2 separate regions of the Mus musculus genome follow, and region 1 is linked to region 2. The links are chromatin contacts, called in public promoter capture Hi-C maps. All regions are on one chromosome and are shown on one strand. The core of a region is the stretch at or near the end of the contact, and the rest is flanking DNA. Distances in the headings are between cores, read along the strand shown.

What was found. Promoter capture Hi-C pulls out the DNA fragments that hold promoters and counts their contacts.
Region 1: a contact with region 2 is called in a promoter capture Hi-C map of pre-B cells. The contact joins the promoter of 9230114K14Rik here to the promoter of Cpeb2 in region 2. A contact is called at or near these places in 1 of 39 promoter capture datasets (pre-B cells) and 1 of 484 Hi-C or Micro-C datasets (CD4 T cells).

The regions. Positions count from the first base shown.
Region 1 is chr5:52,189,410-52,192,294 of GRCm38.p6, forward strand. 9230114K14Rik (RIKEN cDNA 9230114K14 gene) reads left to right here and starts at 1,272. Exons shown (of 4, transcript NR_015537.2): 1 at 1,272-1,528. Dhx15 (DEAH (Asp-Glu-Ala-His) box polypeptide 15) reads right to left here and starts at 1,137. Exons shown (of 14, transcript NM_007839.3): 1 at 871-1,137. The coding sequence starts at 941.
Region 2 is chr5:43,231,989-43,234,688 of GRCm38.p6, forward strand. Cpeb2 (cytoplasmic polyadenylation element binding protein 2) reads left to right here and starts at 1,265. Exons shown (of 12, transcript NM_001368806.1): 1 at 1,265-2,700. The coding sequence starts at 1,475. All of the region lies in intron 1 of Gm7854 (predicted gene 7854), which reads right to left.

The DNA of each region.
Region 1 (2,885 bases), core at 22-2,521, 9.0 Mb after region 2:
ATAAGAAAATGATAAAATCCTACAACTGTTTTGGACATTTGGACTTCCGTGGATATATTTTTTAATTAACCCAACAGATCCCTGTACTGCCGAAGCATAAACATACAACTAATTAAAATGGGAGGGTAGGAATATAAACAAAAGTACATTTTAAGTATGAACTGTGAAAGAAAAGACTGGAAAATGATAATACAACTGCTTACTTGCTAAATGCCCTGTCTTTGCGAAAAGTCTAAGAAAAGGAACTAAAATGCCAGACCAGGAATCGGTGTAAGCCTTTCTCAATCTGCACGTGGGTGTTGTTTGTTCAAACACGCTTAAGATCACTTTTTTGAAAAGTGCGTCCAAAGTGGGGAGGAGATAGAAATAACTTCCAGAGCGGAGGGGGAAATACGTGTTTTCACAGGCCTACCCCAGTGATGCTACTTAAAAGCAAAGCCGGCTTTTAAGCAAAGCAGGAAATAAAGGAGATGGCGGGAGGGCAGGCAGAGGGCGGAAGTTGGCAACGGCCTCTCCTGAAGTGCCTCAATGGAAGAAGGCCCTTCGTCTCCCGCCAAACAGTGCGCCCCGAGGTCGGCTCGCCTCTATCCTCCCCCAAAACAGACAGCGCCCGCCGCCGCCCACGGGGGCAGTGCCCTTGGCCATCCGGTTCCGGCTGCGGGCCTCACGCGAGCACCGAGGCCTCGCGGCCCGCTCCGCACGCCCGCCGTTCCGCGGCCTCGTGGCCGCCACAGGCCGCTCGCCCCGGCCGCACACACTCGGCACGCGCCCCAGCCGGCCGACGGCAGACAAAGGCTCGGCAGCCGGGCCTGCTCCCCGCCACCATCCAACAAAGCCCGAGCCGCGACTGCGCGCCCCGGCCTGGCTTACCCATCGGTCCCCGCACGCTTCTTGCCGGAGGGGTAATCCTCCCCCAGGTCCAACCGATGCCTCTTGGACATCCTCGCACTCCCAGAAGCGGACGCTTAGGAAGGAGGGAAGAAGAGAGACTCCGGCAGCCGGATCCACGCACAAGAGGCCCGCGGCTCAACTCGCGGGGACCCCCACCCCTCCCGCCACCACAGCCCGCTCCGTGCGGCCCGAACCAGGAGCTAAAATGGCGGCCGCGACGAGGGCAGGGCCTGCGTGCGCGCCTCCGCGGCGGGCGTGCCGGCGTGGTGCGCGCGCACGCCGTCCGGAGGCGGGAACTCCCGTCCCGCCCGCTGTGCGATTGGCTGAAATGGCTCTGAGTTCCCGCGGGCTCCTCCCTTTCCCCTCGCGTCTCTCTGAGAGCTGATCTGAGCTGCTGCTAAGGACCGAAACGCGCCTCAAGCTGTCACTTGCCGCCTGGAGTTCGTTGGGAAAGTTGAAAAAGCCTAGTCCTGTTTAGGAAATCTATCCAGCTGTGTATATACTTTTTGCTTTTAGGGTATGAAGCTCAGGAAGGATAAGAAAAACAAGATCACACAGCTGGCAAGTGGCAAAGCAGGACACAATTTATAACTCCAGAACGAGAATTTGCAGTTGTTGCGCCAGATGCCCTGTAGCGGTGAGAAAAAATGTTAACTTTAATTACTGTGACTCGTTTTGTCCATTCACCCCAGAACAGATAACATCTATTTGTTCAAGGTATAGGTGTTTTGTATAGGGTTCAGAAAATTGGAGGTAATCGCACTGGGCACTGTATTTTGCCTCCAATCCTCTGCCCTAATCTTGCTCCGTTTGTGTGTATATGAGTGCATATTAGGCACTCAGAGACATTAGCCCTATCTCTGTCCTCGTTTGGTTTGGTTTGGTTTGGTTTTTTGAGACAGGGTTTCTCTGTGTGGCTCTGGCTGTCCACAAACAAGCTCTGTAGAAGAGGCTAGCCTGGAATTCAGAGGTTAGGCTGTCTCTGCCTCCCAGTGCTGGGACTAAAGGCGTGCCCCAGCATGCCTAGTTGCTGTGCTCCTTAGTAGAGTGAACCCTGAAAGACATTTTATAGACATGGTTACCTGGACTGAAGGAAATCAACAAATAGCTCATCCATTAAGACTCCACTGTAATGGCAAGTTGTTGAGGCAAGGTGACACTTAAGAGGTTGTGTATCTTTCTCCCTTCAGCCATTGTGCATACTCAATTACATTCATTTCCAGAAGTGTGGGCGAAAGAGGTCTAAGGATCAGCCCAAATACAGGGTATCACTTCATGTCAAGACTCTCCTTTGCTGCTCCTTGGCTCTAGTCCCTCGAAAATTCTCAGAAGGATAATCTCTAAGATTAAATACAACAGAAACACAACAGATGATATTGTAACTTTCACAATATCCAACACAACTGTCTAAATGTACATTGACAACCTGTTAGGCTAGATATGGTAGTGAGTACCTTTAATCCCAGCACTCCTGAGGGCAGAGCCAAGCAGATTTCTATGAGTTCAGAGTCAGTTTGTTTTACGTAGTGAGTTCCAGGACAGCCAGAACTATATAGTGACTCTCTCTGTCTTTCTCCCTCCCTCACTCCTTCCCTCTCCCCCCTCCTCCCCCCCCCCCCACATGCACTCGAGCGCACACACACACACACACACACACACACACGAGCCACTGAAAAGTCCTGTGAGCATCTTTCAGGTACCTACATTACTGAAGAATTCCACCCCTGTCAGTTGTATTCCTTGTTATAGTTCCTAGACAGGAGGGTCCTCTTGAAGTTCTTGTGCAGAGTCTTGAGCCTTGTAAACCCCCATGATCATCCTCTTCCCTCCAAAATGTGTATTAATGGGTCATTCCTGTGATGAGCTCATGCAAGTTACCTCTCCGATATAGGCTAATGAGGATGTGATGGTTTTTATATGCTTGGCTTGGGGAGTGGTTTAGAAGGTGTGGCCCTGTTGGAGTCGGTGTGTCACTGTGGGTGTGGGTGTTAAGA
Region 2 (2,700 bases), core at 15-2,514:
AAATTCAACTGACAGGGGCTTCAGAAAGACATCTACCTAACTTCCTTAAGAGACTAGTAAGTTACAACATCATTAGTCCAGTCTGAATCAACTTTCTGCAAACTGTTGAGATTTCAGTAGGTATTTCTGGAATCCATTCAGTAATTTCAGTTTTCTAAGCACCAGGAAAACTTAAAAATAAAAACTAAGAACATACAATTCTTTATTATGTCGTGTGGATCAGTTATCATTGGACTAAACAGTCAAGTGTGGTTTTCTCTGTGTAAAATGTTCCTGTGGGGAGGAATTACACTGGATTAAGTCCCCATCCAGCGCTCCTCTGTCTACATGGAAAGCCTTTCCCCTTCCACTTTACAAGCCTCAACAAGTCCGCTGCTGAGTCACAATCTCCTTTCCCCCCTGATGTGAGAAATCTTTCTCCCTTGAAAATTAATAAAGCTTCGGAAATGTTCCGATGAGAGTCTCCCGGGGGAAGGAAGCCAGAAAGAACTTGTAGAGGAGGAGTCCGGCACCCCTGGGTTGTGGTGACAGCGCACCCAGGGCTTGCAGCAGCGGGGCCAGGAGGAGCTGGTCTCAGAACCTACTCAGAGCTCTCCTGCGCGAGTAACCACGCAGAGCCCTGTCGGCTCCCAGACTTTGTTCCCCTTGCTGAAGTGGAAATGTTTGCTGCAAAAGGCGCCGGTGTTTCGCGTTTTACTCTTAAAAAACAAACAAAAAAAAATGCCTTCCAGCGGTGGCAAGGGTGGGTGACAGCACGCGCGGCTCGCACCCGACCACAGAGCATGGGACCTTCTAGAGTCCTGCAAGCTTAGCGCCCTAGTCCTGCTAGCAGGTCTGGGACAGCGGCACTTCACGTGACCCCAGGGGCTGGGACAGGGCGGGGCCTGAGGAGGGGGCGCGTGCGACAGGGGACAGGAGGGGCGGTTGCCCAGGAACCGTCCGCAACGCCCGCGCGTGCTCGCCTCCGTGCGCACGCGCACGGTGCTCGAGACCCATTAGCCGTCTCCCCAACTTCCACCGGCTTTTTTTTCACCCCCTTGGGCTCCATTCAAGGTCCTGGACTGAGGGACGCGCCGCGCGCGCCCGCTGCCTCGCAGGGTCCACAACGCACGCTAATGAGGGGCGGGGCGGGGCGAGGCCGGCGGCGGCGGCGGCGGCGCGCTCGCGCGTGCCAGGGCGCGCGACAAGGGGCGGCGCGATTGTGAGGTGGCTGCTGACGCACGTTCCGGGGTTCTTAAGCGGCGAGGGCGGCGGCGGCCGAGGCAGCGGCGGTGGTGCCGGAGCCGGTTCCGGGAGGCGGCGGTGGCCTCCGTGAGGGGCGGCGGGGCCCCAAGTCGGTGCCCCGGCTCAGTCACAGTGTCCCTTTCCCATTGACCCCATCCTTCCACCACGGCCGCGCCGCCACGGCTCCCGGGGCTTTCTAGGCGGGGCAGGGGACGGGGTGCGTCTCCTGCCGCGGCCGCCGGCCTGATAAATGCGGGACTTCGGGTTCGGGGTGCTGCACACTGCCCTGCTGCGCAGCGGCAGCCCACGATCCTCGCCCGGCGGCAGCGCCTACCGGCCCTTCGCCGCCGGGCCGCCCGCCACGCCCTTCGGCCCGCTGTCGCCGCCGCCGTTGCCTGTCACCGGCTTCTCCGAGGCCGCCTCCCCCTTCGCCATCCCCTCGGGCGGCGGCGCGGCCAGCTCAGCCGCAGCTTCCTCTTCCTCCCCGCTCGTGGCGCATCCCCAGGCCGTGCAGGATGAGCTACTGCTCGGGCTGACACAGCAGCCGACGAGGCCGCTCTCGGGGGCGGCGGCCGCAGAGCAGCTCCCCAGCCACCACCCCGGCGGCGGCACGAACGCGGGTGTGACCCACCTCCTCCCCTCCCAGGACTTCAAACCGAGTCTGCACCACCCCTCCTCCTCCTCCGCCTCCTCCTGCTGCTGCTGCCGCACCTCCTCCCCGCAGGACTTCAGTAAGCGGCAGCAGCAGCAGCTGAGCAGCCAGAAGAGGAAAGAGTTGAGCCCGCCACACCGTCCCCACCCTCCGGACGCGAAGCCGCCGCCGCCGCCGCCGCCGCTCCACTGCCCCGGCCGCTTCAGCCCAACACCGCCAACGCCGCCACCACCGCCCGGGCCGCTCCTGCAGTCGGCGCCGCTCGCCCAGCGCTCTCAGCCGTTCAGCCTCCCGCACACGCAGCACCTCCCGCCGCAGGACTTCGCCCAGCGGCAGCGCCCGGTCGACCTGCCCCAGCTCCCGCAGCTCCCGCCCTCGCCGCCCGCAGCTCCGCGGCGCCGCCACGGAGGCGCGGGAAGCCCTCGCCAGACCCCGGCCGCGGGCGAGGGCAGCGCCGCCGAGCCCCCCAATGCGGGCTTGCCCCCCTCGACGCCGCCGGTGAACCCCGCGCCGGGCTCCATGGAGTCGCCCAACCACCCTCTGCTCAACAGCCCCAGCACCCTCCTGCCCGGCGCGGCGCTCGGCACCAGCGCCTTCAGCAGCCTGCAGAGCCCGGACCTGCCGCACCCCGGCGGCGGCGGGGGCGGGGGACCCCCCGGAGGGGGAGGCGGCTCCGCGTCTCCCCCACCGCTGCCCGGCTTCGGCACCCCCTGGTCGGTGCAGACCGCGTCGCCGCCGCCGCCCCAGCCTCCGCCGGCGACCCAGCAGCAGCCACCCCAGCAGCCGCAGCCGCCCCAGCAGCCGCCGCAACCACAGCCCCCGGG